Linked DNA regions of Mus musculus: region 2 is linked to region 1. Evidence: chromatin contacts called from public ChIA-PET data. All regions are on one chromosome and are shown on one strand. The core of a region is the stretch at or near the end of the contact, and the rest is flanking DNA. Distances in the headings are between cores, read along the strand shown.

What was found. ChIA-PET counts read pairs in DNA pulled down with a chosen protein or histone mark.
Region 2: a contact with region 1 is called in an RNA polymerase II ChIA-PET map of memory CD8 T cells, with 1,081 read pairs. The contact joins two enhancer-like sites. A contact is called at or near these places in 2 of 484 Hi-C or Micro-C datasets (CD4 T cells and double positive thymocytes) and 5 of 115 datasets of contacts at active chromatin or transcription factors (double positive thymocytes, memory CD8 T cells, regulatory T cells and 2 more).

Annotation. Positions count from the first base shown.
Region 1 is chr3:130,943,542-130,949,671 of GRCm38.p6, forward strand. No RefSeq gene overlaps it. Among named protein-coding and RNA genes, the nearest start is that of Gm36520, 95 kb to the left of the region's middle. Within about 2 kb of position 2,775, at least 180 of the 459 cell types and tissues checked have an H3K27ac peak or open chromatin away from gene starts, as enhancers often do. A contact at or near this core is called in double positive thymocytes, memory CD8 T cells and regulatory T cells, where this site is marked.
Region 2 is chr3:131,155,842-131,161,971 of GRCm38.p6, forward strand. All of the region lies in intron 3 of Lef1 (lymphoid enhancer binding factor 1), which reads left to right. Among named protein-coding and RNA genes, the nearest start is that of Lef1, 49 kb to the left of the region's middle. Within about 2 kb of position 3,545, at least 22 of the 459 cell types and tissues checked have an H3K27ac peak or open chromatin away from gene starts, as enhancers often do. A contact at or near this core is called in double positive thymocytes, memory CD8 T cells and regulatory T cells, where this site is marked.

The DNA.
Region 1 (6,130 bases), core at 1,525-4,024:
TGTGGTCACTCACTCAAGTCTATTTTAAGATCTTGTCAGGCACAAACATTTACAAGACCCTGGCATTTCTCCTTAAGAATATATAACTGACCTTAAAGGCCACAGTCTCCCTTATCAGAGCGGGTGGCAGGGATTTATGCAGAGCCTTTTGCTCTCTTCTTTGAGTTTAGCCCCTTGAGACCCCAGGCACGCATCCCGCCCAATCCTGTTCTGTTGTCACCATATCCCGTGCTGTTGAATAGACCTCTTGTAAAAACGCAATGTGTACCTCTTTCCTATTTTTTCCCCTGAAGCTCTAAACAAATCTTACATCAGTTTGGTAAAATGTGCAGCTCTCTCACATTCCTTGGGCTGATTATAAAGGTCAAAGCTCTAAAGAGTAGAGGAAATCTTTTTTGCAAGAATCCATATGGCTGGCCGGGCAGTGGTTGAACATATCTTTTAATCCCAGCTCTTGGGAGGCAGAGTCGGGCGCATCTCTGTGAGTTCAAGACCAGCCTGGTCTACAGAGCTAGTTCCAGGACAGAGAAGGCAACACAAAGAAACCCTGTCTTGAAAACAAAACAAAACAAAGCATCCACATGGCCAAAAGACAATTGAACCCAGCAAAAACCACACTCCAGAAACGGACAGATTCAGGGGGCGTTTACAGATCCAGCGCTAGCTGAGGCTCTCCCCTTTGCTTGGGTTCCAGCCACTAGCAAAGCCTTCTGGCAAAACCACATTGACTAAAACCACAGGGCTTCTTCATTGAGCAACAGGAGTCACAACCAAGGATGAGAGCCTTGTGGAGGACAAAAAGGACAGTGGGATGGGGCCAGCAGGGACAACTAGAGCTAAACCAGGCCATGAAACCCTCCCCTGAGCATTCCCAACTCTGCTTCAACCGCGGTGCCCACCCCTTCTGCTCTCAGGAAAAGCAGTATGCACCACCGCGGCAGATGCATCTTTCTCTTCATAACCATTCATGAGACAATGGCTCTCGTACACACGAGCTTTGTGAACACCTCTGGGTTCCTTTTCAGGTTAGTTGGTGTGGGAACAAGGACCCAGGCTCTTCTCTGTTTAGGGCTGGATGATGTCTATGATCCTAAGACAGACACAGGAAGTGCTCAGCTCTATTGCTATAAAACTAATAAATAGCATGAAAAGCAGAGAATACAACCCAGAGAAAACCTGTGCTCAGAGTCTAGGGACGGAACGCAAAAGCAGTAGGTACCCAATGGCAAGAATAGTTGGAAGACTAGGGTGTGAAGAGAGGGAAAAGATTACATGTCATAAGAAAAAGGAAATTGTGTTGATAATGATTCCTGGAGCCACAGCTAGCAACTTCAGCTAAATATGCCCAATGTGGCCCAATGCTACCAGCGTTAAGAGCATTCCTCATACAGATCAAAGGAAGACCCTCAGAATGATGTCTTTAAACTCAATACAAATATTGTCCCCCAAACAGGAGATCTGCAGAATACTAGACTTTGCATATATTAGAAGAATTTCTCAGGTCACAGCAAGACTAATCTTTAACATCACAAGATTCATTCATTCATTCATTCAATGTATTTGATATCTAAAAAGCAGCTTTATTTTTATGGCAGTCTGGAGCTCAGAGGAAAAGGAACATTGTGGCAGTAAGAGATGGGCTCTGTAGACATTCAAATCTCTGGTCACCGTAACCTTTTCAAGCCACACTTACTTCATAGAATCATTGTGGATTGATTGGCAGAGTCCTCAGATGAGAACACTGACAATCCAGGTTGACTGTAAAAGAGAACAATAATTTCAAGTGTGAAGGAAACGTTCCAGATTAAAAAAACAAAAAAAACAAAACAAAACAAACAAACAAAAACACAGTGTATGCTGTCTAGATCCTTATAAACATATTTCCTCTTCATGAAGACAACTGTCACACTTCCTTCCCTGAAGTGTATGCTGTTAAGCTTATTTACTTCCTGGTACTCAGAATAGGTTTTTCTCCAGCAGTCTGGGAAGGCAGCCGGGTGGGTGGGTGGCTTTGGGGCCCACACTGGACCAGCATCTGAGTCGCAACAAATCCCATATTGTCCAGACCCTAATGAAATTGCTTCTGGCGTCGCCAGGAAAGTGTTTACTCGCCTCTAAATTAACTCCATTGTCCATCCGAGAGAAGAAAGTAAGTCAGCTATCAAAAGGGAAAAAAACAAAAAACAGAAAACAAAAAATGAGGCAGGCACGGAGTTCTTGCTTACAGCAGTAGGTTTTATTGTTTTGTTGTTGTTATTTTGGTTTTAAAGGGTTGTTTTTCCACAAGTTCCTTTATGTCCTAAGACAAAGTCCCTTCTCGTGGCTCTCTGTCCCGTAATGACATTTCTCAGAACAGCCTTGGGCTCCTGGTCGCTGTCCCGTTGTGCGCCACCACCACCCCTCCCCACTTCATCCCCCATGGCTGCACGCAGAAACCTTTTCCTCAAGTGATGGACTCCTGTTTTGCAGCCAGTCAGCACCTGCTCTCAAAACCTGATCCCTCCCTGGTTTGTTTCAAGTGGAGCCAGGGGATCCGGACTTAATTAGCAGTGATATATCTCTCATACTGATCAGTTCCATCCAGCTTCCCCCTGGGGCCCCAGATTTGTCTCTATTTGGAATCCCCGTGCTTGCTGGGCGGCTGGTGTTTGCAGTTAGCTGGCAGCCGCTCGCTCGCTCGCTTGCTCGCTTGCTCGCTTGCTCGGAGAGCACGCCGGGTGGGAACACTCGCCGGGTGGCGGAGCAGGCAGCCTTTGGCGGGGCTGGGGAGGAGACAAGTCCTGGCGGCTTCCTTCAGCCCAGTGCCCACAGCCAAAGGCCAGGCTGGGAGACAGCCCCTCCTCAGACACCGGAAGAGACTCGGGGAGGCTGGGAATGGCTGGAGACGGTGGTCACCCTCACTCAAGGAAGCTCCGTGGCATGGCAGAGGCCTGGATGTCGCGAGTTTGCAAATGGCCTTTTGGGCTGCTGAGGAAGGATTTCTTTCTTTCTTTCTTTCTTTCTTTCTTTCTTTCTTTCTTTCTTTCTTTCTTTCTTTCTTTTTCAGGAGGGGAAACCGCCTCCTGCTCTGTACCATCTCGAGCCAAAATAACATGTTTTGGCAACCATTATTTGGCAATTAGGGCCTCAGCTCACTGAAAGCATTCTTCCATGCAAAATATGCCTTGGAAAGAAAACACTAAACCACATCTGAGTGAAAATATAGGAAGTCAACAAAGGGGTGACTGAGCAGGGAGAGTCAGCAGGAGCGCTTTGGAGGAGGGCGCAGTTGGCAACTAGACCTTTCCATTGCCCTGACTCCAACTCTACCCCAGTCTAGGCAAGGCTCGAAGACTTAGCATAACAGCATACTGCGTGCTGGGCTCCATTCCCTGGCCCCCCAAACAGCCTTCCCGGCAGGATCTAAAGAAAGGCAAAAGATAGGGTATGTCTGCAGGTCAGTTCACCCCACCCCCCAGCCACCCCCACCCTCCCAGCTACACACATATACAATCTGCAAGACTGAGCAGGGGACGGGAACAACGGGTACAGGGACCCTTCTAGGTACTGACTGACTCCTCTCTCATCCTAACACTGCTCCCTTTCAGCCAGTGTGAGAGCAGAGAGATTGCTCTTCCCACGGTCCCATGGAAACCGCATCCTTTGATAAAGAGAACCGCCAAGCAGGTTAACATCCATCAGGTACAACCGGACAGAAGCAAGGAGATTATGACTCAGGGCATGTTGCGTTTTCTGGTGTGTTCCAAGCATATGTGTTGCCATATGCTCTGGTCTACTGTCACACACAGTCTGCTGTGTTCATTCTTTACTGTCCTTGCTCAATTCCCCGATCTGTTGCCTGGTGAGAAACTGTAAAGATTGGGCTTTGAAGGCAGGAAGCAATACCCAATTACACCTTGCACACAATAATACGCCTCTACAGTGGGCCCGACAAAACCACATCCTCCACTCAGCTGTCACAGCGTAGGGCAGACACAGGGCCAAGACACCTGGACTCCCCTCCCTTGTAAACACAACTACCACCTGTAGGCTAGCTCCAGAAGAAATGTTAGTGGATGTCCTGTGGACAGAGACAACCAAAGTGGTTCTCATCACTCTCTCACTGTGTAGCTAGCTCATGAACATGTTAGGTTTAATCTTACAATTCTTAATGACACATCCTTCCTTCATTATTAGAACAATTTTTCTAGCATTGAATGTTAGCATAGGATAACCCTGGGCTGCTTCTGCCCAGCCATGGAATGAACTGAGGCAGGGGGTGTTCCTAGAACGTGCAAGGATCCCTTTGTCTCAGTCTCCTGGGTTCCTGACTGCCAAGATTATAGCTATAATTTAACGTACCTGTGTTACTAATATTTAGATTCTATAGTTATAGTTTAACAATGGTGAAGTCTATTGTTTAACAGCTGCACCCATTTCTACAGGGTAAGTTTCATGGGATCAAATAGTGAAGGATTTTTTTTATGTGTACCCTGGTGTGAGTTTATGTGTACCATGTACAGCAGGTGTCCATGGAGATCGGAGGGTGCAGGATCCCCTGGATCTAGATTTACAGTTGGCTGTGAGCCACCTGATGTTGGCACTGAGAATGAACCCAGGTCTTCAGCAAGAGCAGAAGTCGTCCTTGACTGCTAAGCCATCTCTCTAGCCCTATCAGTGGGCTATTTCTAACCGAAGCAGAGAGAGCGTTTTCTTTTCTTTTTTCTTTTCTTTTTTTCTTTTTTGGTTTTTCGAGACAGGGTTTCTCTGTGTAGCCCTGGCTGTCCTGGAACTCACTCTGTAGACCAGGCTGGCCTTGAACTCAGAAATCCGCCTGCCTCTGCCTCCCGAGTGCTGGGATTAAAGGCATGTGCCACCACGCCCGGCTGGTTGTTGTTGTTTTTGTTTTTGTTTTGTTTTGTTTTGTTTTTGGTTGAGAGCGTTTTCTTGTTTTCCATCTTTTTATAATCATTCACAGGATCACTATGATTTGTCCATTGCACTGGGGTTTCTGAAATCAGCCTTCAAAATACAAACTATTGACATTTTCAAATAAAAGCACTATATTTTCAGTTAGTGTTCCAAGTTTAAACAGTCTAGCAATCAAAGGCCAACATGTTTAAGTGTGGCACACCGTCTTCTATTTTATGGGAACTATCATTTTGCACTAATGTTGCCTCTGTTTACCCGAGTGAAGCCAGATTTTCAGTGTTTTTCACTTGTGTATTGTCCCTCTCACCAAAGCAAACGTGGGGCGGCAGGGTAAGCCGGGCCACACAGGCGGAAGAAGGGCCAGCTCGTCTCTTCTCTGGCCAGCTCTCCATGTCCCTTCCTTTCTGGATAAGTCATGGAAGTTTGATGACATGATGACCAGCACATTTTGCCTTGACTTTCTTTTGAAACCTTTAGAAAGAGTTCTGTCCACAACTAAACTTGGTGCCTCAAACCTTTAAAGTACATATTTTTTTTTTCTTCTGGGGGGACATTTCAACATTTAAAGTTGTTTGGGGGCCAGTGTTTCTCAAAGGAGCCGATCTGTGCTCAATGTTCTTACCTTTGGAATGCTGCTCTCACGGGCAGGCTGTGCACAGCAGGGGCTCTTAGAAGGCAACATGTATCCAGTGACAAGAGTAATCCAATGTCACAAGAAGAACTTGTGACAGATATAGAAATTACTGTGGATATGTTTTAATTACCTTTACGGATGGCAGCTAGAATATTTTGCCAAAAATATTGTTTTGTCCCCAGCTTGAAAGCATTCTGACCCCAGGGGGGAACAAAAACAGAAGTAACTTCATTTTTGCCAACATTTGAAAGGACCACAGTTGAGAGAATCTCTTCTGTACTATATGGAAGCATCACCTGTCAATTAAAAGCCAGTGGCCTATTAACTAAGGCAGGAAATTGGAGGCGGGAGTTCCTGTAGGGAGAAGTTGAAACTCTGGGATAGAGTTGGACTTGGGAACAGACCCACCTTGAACTCTGAGGAGACGGATGCATGAAACCGAGATGTAACCAGCCATATGGCACTCACAGAATAGAATAAACGGGTTAATTAAGTTACAAGCTAGTCAAGGAGCAAGCCCAAACTTATGGCCTAGGCATTTGTTCATAAACAACTAAGGCTCAGAGTCATTATTTCGGGAACTTG
Region 2 (6,130 bases), core at 2,295-4,794, 210 kb after region 1:
AGGCCTTCCTGAAGTGCCTGGAGTGACCCTGAGCTGGCTGGCCCTCCCTCACCTCCTCAGGGCAGGCAGCTCCTGCTCTGAGGGAAAGGAAGAAACTGGGGCAGAGCTGAGCTGAGGAGAAACTTGAGCCTGGAGGGCCTCCATCAAAAAGCTATGCTAGGCTTCTGTTGTCCTTTGGAAAGAAGCTCATCAAATCTTACTGGAAAGATGCTGACAAGCAGTTTATAGCCTGTCAGACATCGCGGCCATCAATAAGGTGATAAAATACATGGTCAAAGGAAAATAGGTATAACACAACCTCAGAATACAAAGTAGGATTGCATTGTCTGTTCTCAAAGTCAGGTCTTGCAGGGGTCCTGCAGCCTTCATCTCTCACGTGACCGAGATTGCAAGGGTGCGCCCTACCCCACCTCACAGTTTTGCTAATTTGATTGCACACAGGAAGTTATAACAGATCAAGAAAAGGTGTTTATCTCTATTGAAGCTGTTTTGTCCTCAGCACAGCGCCAAGATTTCTTTAGTTACATTTGGATTTTCTGTGTGTTTTTACACGAATTAAGAAGGTACAGCTGAGTTTTCAGTTTTAAAGAAAGAAACCAGATTGTCTCACATGGGACTTTTCACTTCTTCAGAGAAGAGGATGCAAGCCTGTGAGTTGTGCAGGGCTGTCTCACGCTGAGGGCACCTGTGCTCACAGGCTCACACCTTGGGGCTTCCGCGGCCTCCGAGCTTTGGTATGTAACCCCTCCCTTCCCTGCGAGGCCCTGCGGGTGCTTGCAATCCAACCAGCACTGTTCTTAGGTTCAGGATTCCTCTACAGAGCTCTGCGGGGCGAGGGCAGCTGGCCTCATTTCAGAAACTGAGCCAAGGAGAGGTGATCATAGCTTTGGGCAACACAGCCACCACCCCCCAGCCCCGAAGCAAAGCCGAGGGCTCAGCCCCAGGCTGTTCTTTCCCCAGAGTCTACCACAGCTCCACAGTGCTCACTGAGCTAAGATTCCTGGAACTCAGCAGGGAGTGTACAAGTTAGAGGGGTTTTGTGTGTGTGTGTGTGTTCAAGTTAGAAGGTTTTTTGTTTTTGTTGTTGCTGCTTGATATTTATTTATTTATTTATTTATTTATTTATTTATTTAATGTGCAGCCATAGTGGAGCTCAGTCAGGACACTAAGCTCAAATGTGCTATATAAAGTGGACATGGCCTCTTTGGGCCCTTTTACTCATCCTGGGTTCTGTCAGCTGGGTCTCTCCTGGTCCCCCTGTCCGCTTAGCTCTTCAGGTCCCAATCCAGGCCCCAAAGCCACCTCTGCTGCCAGGTTCTCCCCTTATTTTCTACTAAGAGAGAAAAAGAGAACCTCAGATTGCTTTTAACTTGCATGCTGTCTTTCATTCTTAGTCTTCAGAGTGGGAATTTTATTTTACTTTGTTAAAAATGAGTTTAGGGTCCAGAGCTAGATTTTGAGAGCTGAAAATAGAACAGAAATGGACTTGGATCTTTCTGGGTTTGACTCTGTGATTGTTCCTGGTGAATGCCTGGTGACATTCGGGTTCATGTGTCATTGTGCAGAGCTTCCTGCCCCCACCAGCCTCTTGCCCCCACCCTGACCCTGCCCTGCCCTTCTCTGCCCACAGGGTCACAGTCACCTTGTTTGACCCTTTGAAAAAGTACCAGAAAGTTCTCAAGAGCGTACTAGAGGATGTTTGGTATTTTGTCAGCCCTGGAAGCAGTCTTGGGTTTGGGGTGCCTGCATTGTGTGGCAAAACAGGATGTTTGGGGTGAGCCTGCCTGCAGGCTGTGTGGTTGTGGCAGGATGGGCGCCCTGGCTTTGCCCCTCACTCCCTCGCCAATCCATTTTCTTTGTGTACAGGCTTGTCACGCTGGGGCCCGTGTGGCTTTCCTCCCCAGTAGCCACACCTCTTGCCATCGCCACATGGGTCCCATCTGTCTCTATCAAAACACCAGAGCACAGATTAATGTGATTTGAAAACTCGGTGAGGCACCAGGCCTAAGCCCACTTTATACTTTTCTTGTCCGGCAGTATCTTTCTTGAATGCCAGCTGCATCTTGCTTGCTTGCCCCATGGTCCTCCCTGCATCCTTTCTCCCTTCTCCCAGCTGTTAGTCAAGAACAGAGAACAGTTGGGGCTGAGTCTCTGGGAACAGAGGAAGGGGTGAACCAGCCACCTCTTGCTTTCCCCTCCATCCCCTGTCCCCCAAGACTGCAGCTGGCCTGCTTGATGCTCTGTGACTAAGCCACCTGAGTCGTCTATGGCCGAGTCTCTGAAATACTCAGCAAGCAGCAATTGTTGTTCTCAAATACCAGCCTGTGGGAAGCAAGATAAATGTGTGTAAACCGTTAGGAATTACACAGCTTTAGACACATTCAGGAGGAAAATGGGGGAACTGAAGGCAGAGGTGGATATCTCATTGATATCTCATTGACCTGACACATCTCAGAAGGTTCCTCGTTGACTTTTATAGGGCTTGGCTCAGGTCACTGTCACTTCTGGTTCTCAAGTTCTGCTGGTCCCTTTGGGGGTGTGGGAGGGGAGTTGATTATCTCTTAGATTCTAAAGTACCTCAGGAAGGCTGCTGGTCCTAATTTGACCTGGTTGTTAGGGCCATCTTTCTCCATGAAGAAGTACTATCTTTCTCATGAAGCTGATCGCCTTTCAAATTCATTGAAACAACATAAAGCAAATTGCTACCCAGAGTCTGGACAAATCTCAAAGATGCTCTGATGGTAGCACCCATCCAAGTGGTCAGTAATACAAAGGATTGTCCTGACTTGTTCCTGTGGCTGGGATAAAACATTGACTAAATCCAGCTCAGGGAGGAAAGGGTTTATATTATATTTTTACCAGATAGGGTCCATTATTGAAGGGAGCTGGGAGCTCAAGGAAGAAACAAAAACAGAAACCATGAGGGAACACTGCTGGCTTGCTCTCCATGGTTTGCTCAGTTGGCTTTCTTATGCAACACAGGACTACCACTTGCAAAGGGGATGGCACCACCCACAATGGACTGGGCCTTCCCACTTCAATCACTAATCAAGAAAATGCTCCAGGAGACAGAGACACGCCCACAGCCAATCTGATGGAAGCAATTTCTTGATTGAGAACCTTGATTGAGATCCCATCTTCCCGGGTGACTATAGTTTGTGTCGAGTTGACAGTAAAAACTCACCGGTGCAGATAGCCGTGTCGTTACCGAGCAGCGACTAAGGGTTGTGAATGTTATAAGTATTCTGTTTTTTGCATTTATTGCTTTATTTATGCGCTTGCTTATTTAGAAACAGCCTCACTCAATAGCACCAACTGACCTGAAACTCACTATGATGACCAGGCTGGCCTTGAACTCACAGAATCCCACCTGTCTCTGCTCCCAAGTGCTAGGATTAATGGCGTGAACCACTAAACCTGGCTTACGAGTTTATTGTCTCTAGTACTTCCTGCAGTAACCGACACACAATCGTCTCCTTTTACAGCTGAAGAAGCAGAGTTTAAGCTGGTAGGCAAGGGTTCCAGAGGAAGCCAGTCACACAAGGTCTGCAGCAAGGCCCCTGCAGGGGGTGCCGCCGGTGACAGTTGCCAAAGGCTGAGCACTGAATCAGGAGGTTGAGGAAATGGCATTTGTGTCGTTCCTTTCGACACAAGTTCCATCTCGAAGACAATTATCCTTTTTAGCAGTCTTTTAGGAACAGACAGGCAGTTGTACCATAGGCGGCAAACCAACGCTGTTCCATTGTGGAGACTGTGAGTGCCTGGAGTATATATGGTACTTAAAGGAGACTTCAGCTTCAGAGGAATCAGAATAAACTCACTTGAGGCATTACTTTTAGAAAGTGAAAGTGCTCAGAGGTAAGGACTTCGATGCTGAGCAGTTTCCATCTCTGTACTACCTAGGATCAACAACAGACATACACACACAAACACATTCACTCATACATAACACATACTCACACTCACACATATACTCAGATCCACATGCACACACATTTACACACTCACACATGCACACATACACAGGCACACACACACACACAACACAAAGTATTGTTTGGCAGTTGTTAATTTTCTACCTGGACAACTGGTTAGAGCTACATCCTTCTCTTCTTCTCCGCCTCAGTAGGAGCTGCCAGCAAGCTGAGGAGAAGTTTTGGAAAGGGAGAACCTTGTCCTTGGGAATCCTCATTACTTTCCCTTTCACACCCCTCCCCCTCCAGCCTTTAAAAGTGATAATTGCTTGAAAGGACTGGTGGGAAGTAATTTGTATTGGTGAAGCTCCAGTGAATCTCAATGGAGTGGTGTTGACCATTGGTGGCTTCCTGTTTAATTACGGGGCTTGAGAACTATGGTACCTGCCCCCATCTCAGCCAAGGGCCTGAGACTTGGTGGGGATAAGAAAGCAAAAAAAGAAAAGGGAAAAACAAAACAAAACAAAACAAAACAGGACTTCCCTGGTTTTTCAAAATCTTGTATGTAAAACAGGAAGTCATGGTTTTGTAACAGCGGAGAATGTCTTCAAACGCTTTGAATGTTTGAGTTTTGGTCTCTAGATTAAAGTGTGTACCAGTTCAGGATGGTTGCGGCTTCTGGTGGTTGCTGCCCCCGGGTCTTGGCACTTTACATACCTGCCTTTACGTGAATGCTGACGGCACAGCGTTGTAAGGGGTTTGTCCGTATTAACATGTGCCCTCCACTAAGTCCTCTGGGCCCCCCCAGGTCTCGCTCCTATTGTCCAAACGAAGGAAAACAGTAACGGAGTGACTCTCCGGTGGCCACCCTGCTGGTGATGGCAGCACTGGCCTTACAGTTCTGGCAAAGGGGACATGCAACTCATCTTTGCTGTCCTGGTAGACAGGCTGTCCCTCTAGAGTTTCAGAAGCCTCCGTAGACAATCCAGCCCTTGGCCAGTCACCGCTTTTCACCTGTTAACAACAGAGACAAATGGAGCCAGAAGAGTTGCCCAAGGCGCTCCGATGCCAGTGCCTCCTGCATGGTCTCACTCCTGCTTTGGATTTAATTGGTTCATCCACACAGGTGTTTGGGCAGATGTACCTAAAGGCTGCGTAGATGGAGACAAACAGATCTAACAAGTTGCCCCTCTGTCTGCCAAGTCCCTTTGTTAACAAGCCGGAATACACAGATAGAAATGTCAAGATTTTAGACACCCAAGTCTGTATGCTAAACCTGGGACCGGGAAGAGCCTCTGCCGAATTCCACAGTTGGCCTGGTTCCCATCCTGTATTCTCGGCTGCAGATAGAAAATGGAAAACACACAGCAGTCAACCCTAATTATGTGTAAGATCTCACTGCAGATTCCTTCTAATGTAATTAAGGGGGTTAATAGTGTCAGGAGTGGAGGGAGCGGGGGACCTGAGGTGTGACAGGGGAGGGCTTGTTTGCTTCTGTTCGGTTTATTTTTAAAGGCTTGTGTTGAGCTGTTCATCCTAAGCCAAAGTGAGCGTCCTGTCAAGCAAGGGACCCGAGGAGGCTGGACTCTGCGCTGGTGCTGCTCACCATCCTGTTCTGCCACATGGGAAAGATCTGTCAGATAGGCCAGGGCGTCTTACCTCACAGCTCAGGGCTTCCTGAGGGTGCTTGCTCTTGCTCCGACGCAAGTGACCCCAGTTCCAGGACTGCCTTTTATATAATGTGTTGTACACGCAAGGAAGGGAAATGGGAGTTTGTCTCGTGCTTTTATTTGGATTGGACAAACCAAGTCCAGAAAAAAAAAATATCCTTAGTGCTCTGCCTATTAACCCAGGTCAAGGCTTCAAGAAGAGAGGGTGTTTACAGGGAGTGATGAGACCCGGAAGAACCCGAAAGACAGAAAGGTACCAGGCTAGACTGACTACTGACAGAAGTCTTTCTCTTGGTAGAGTCATTACTTGCTCCTGATGGCTGGCTTGGGAAACTTGATGAGTGGGGAGGACAGACGGACAGGCAGGCCATCATAGCCTGTGGAAGTCAGGGGCGTGGCTTCTGTGCTCTTCCCAAAGCCAGAGTGGGTGGTTGCCCCTGGTGGTGGGAACCACCTTCTTTCTCTCGATGTGAAGACCGATGTGTCCCCTTCCTACTCCGCCCCTCCCTTCTTCAGGCACCTGCCATGGCTCCCCAGGCCTAACTC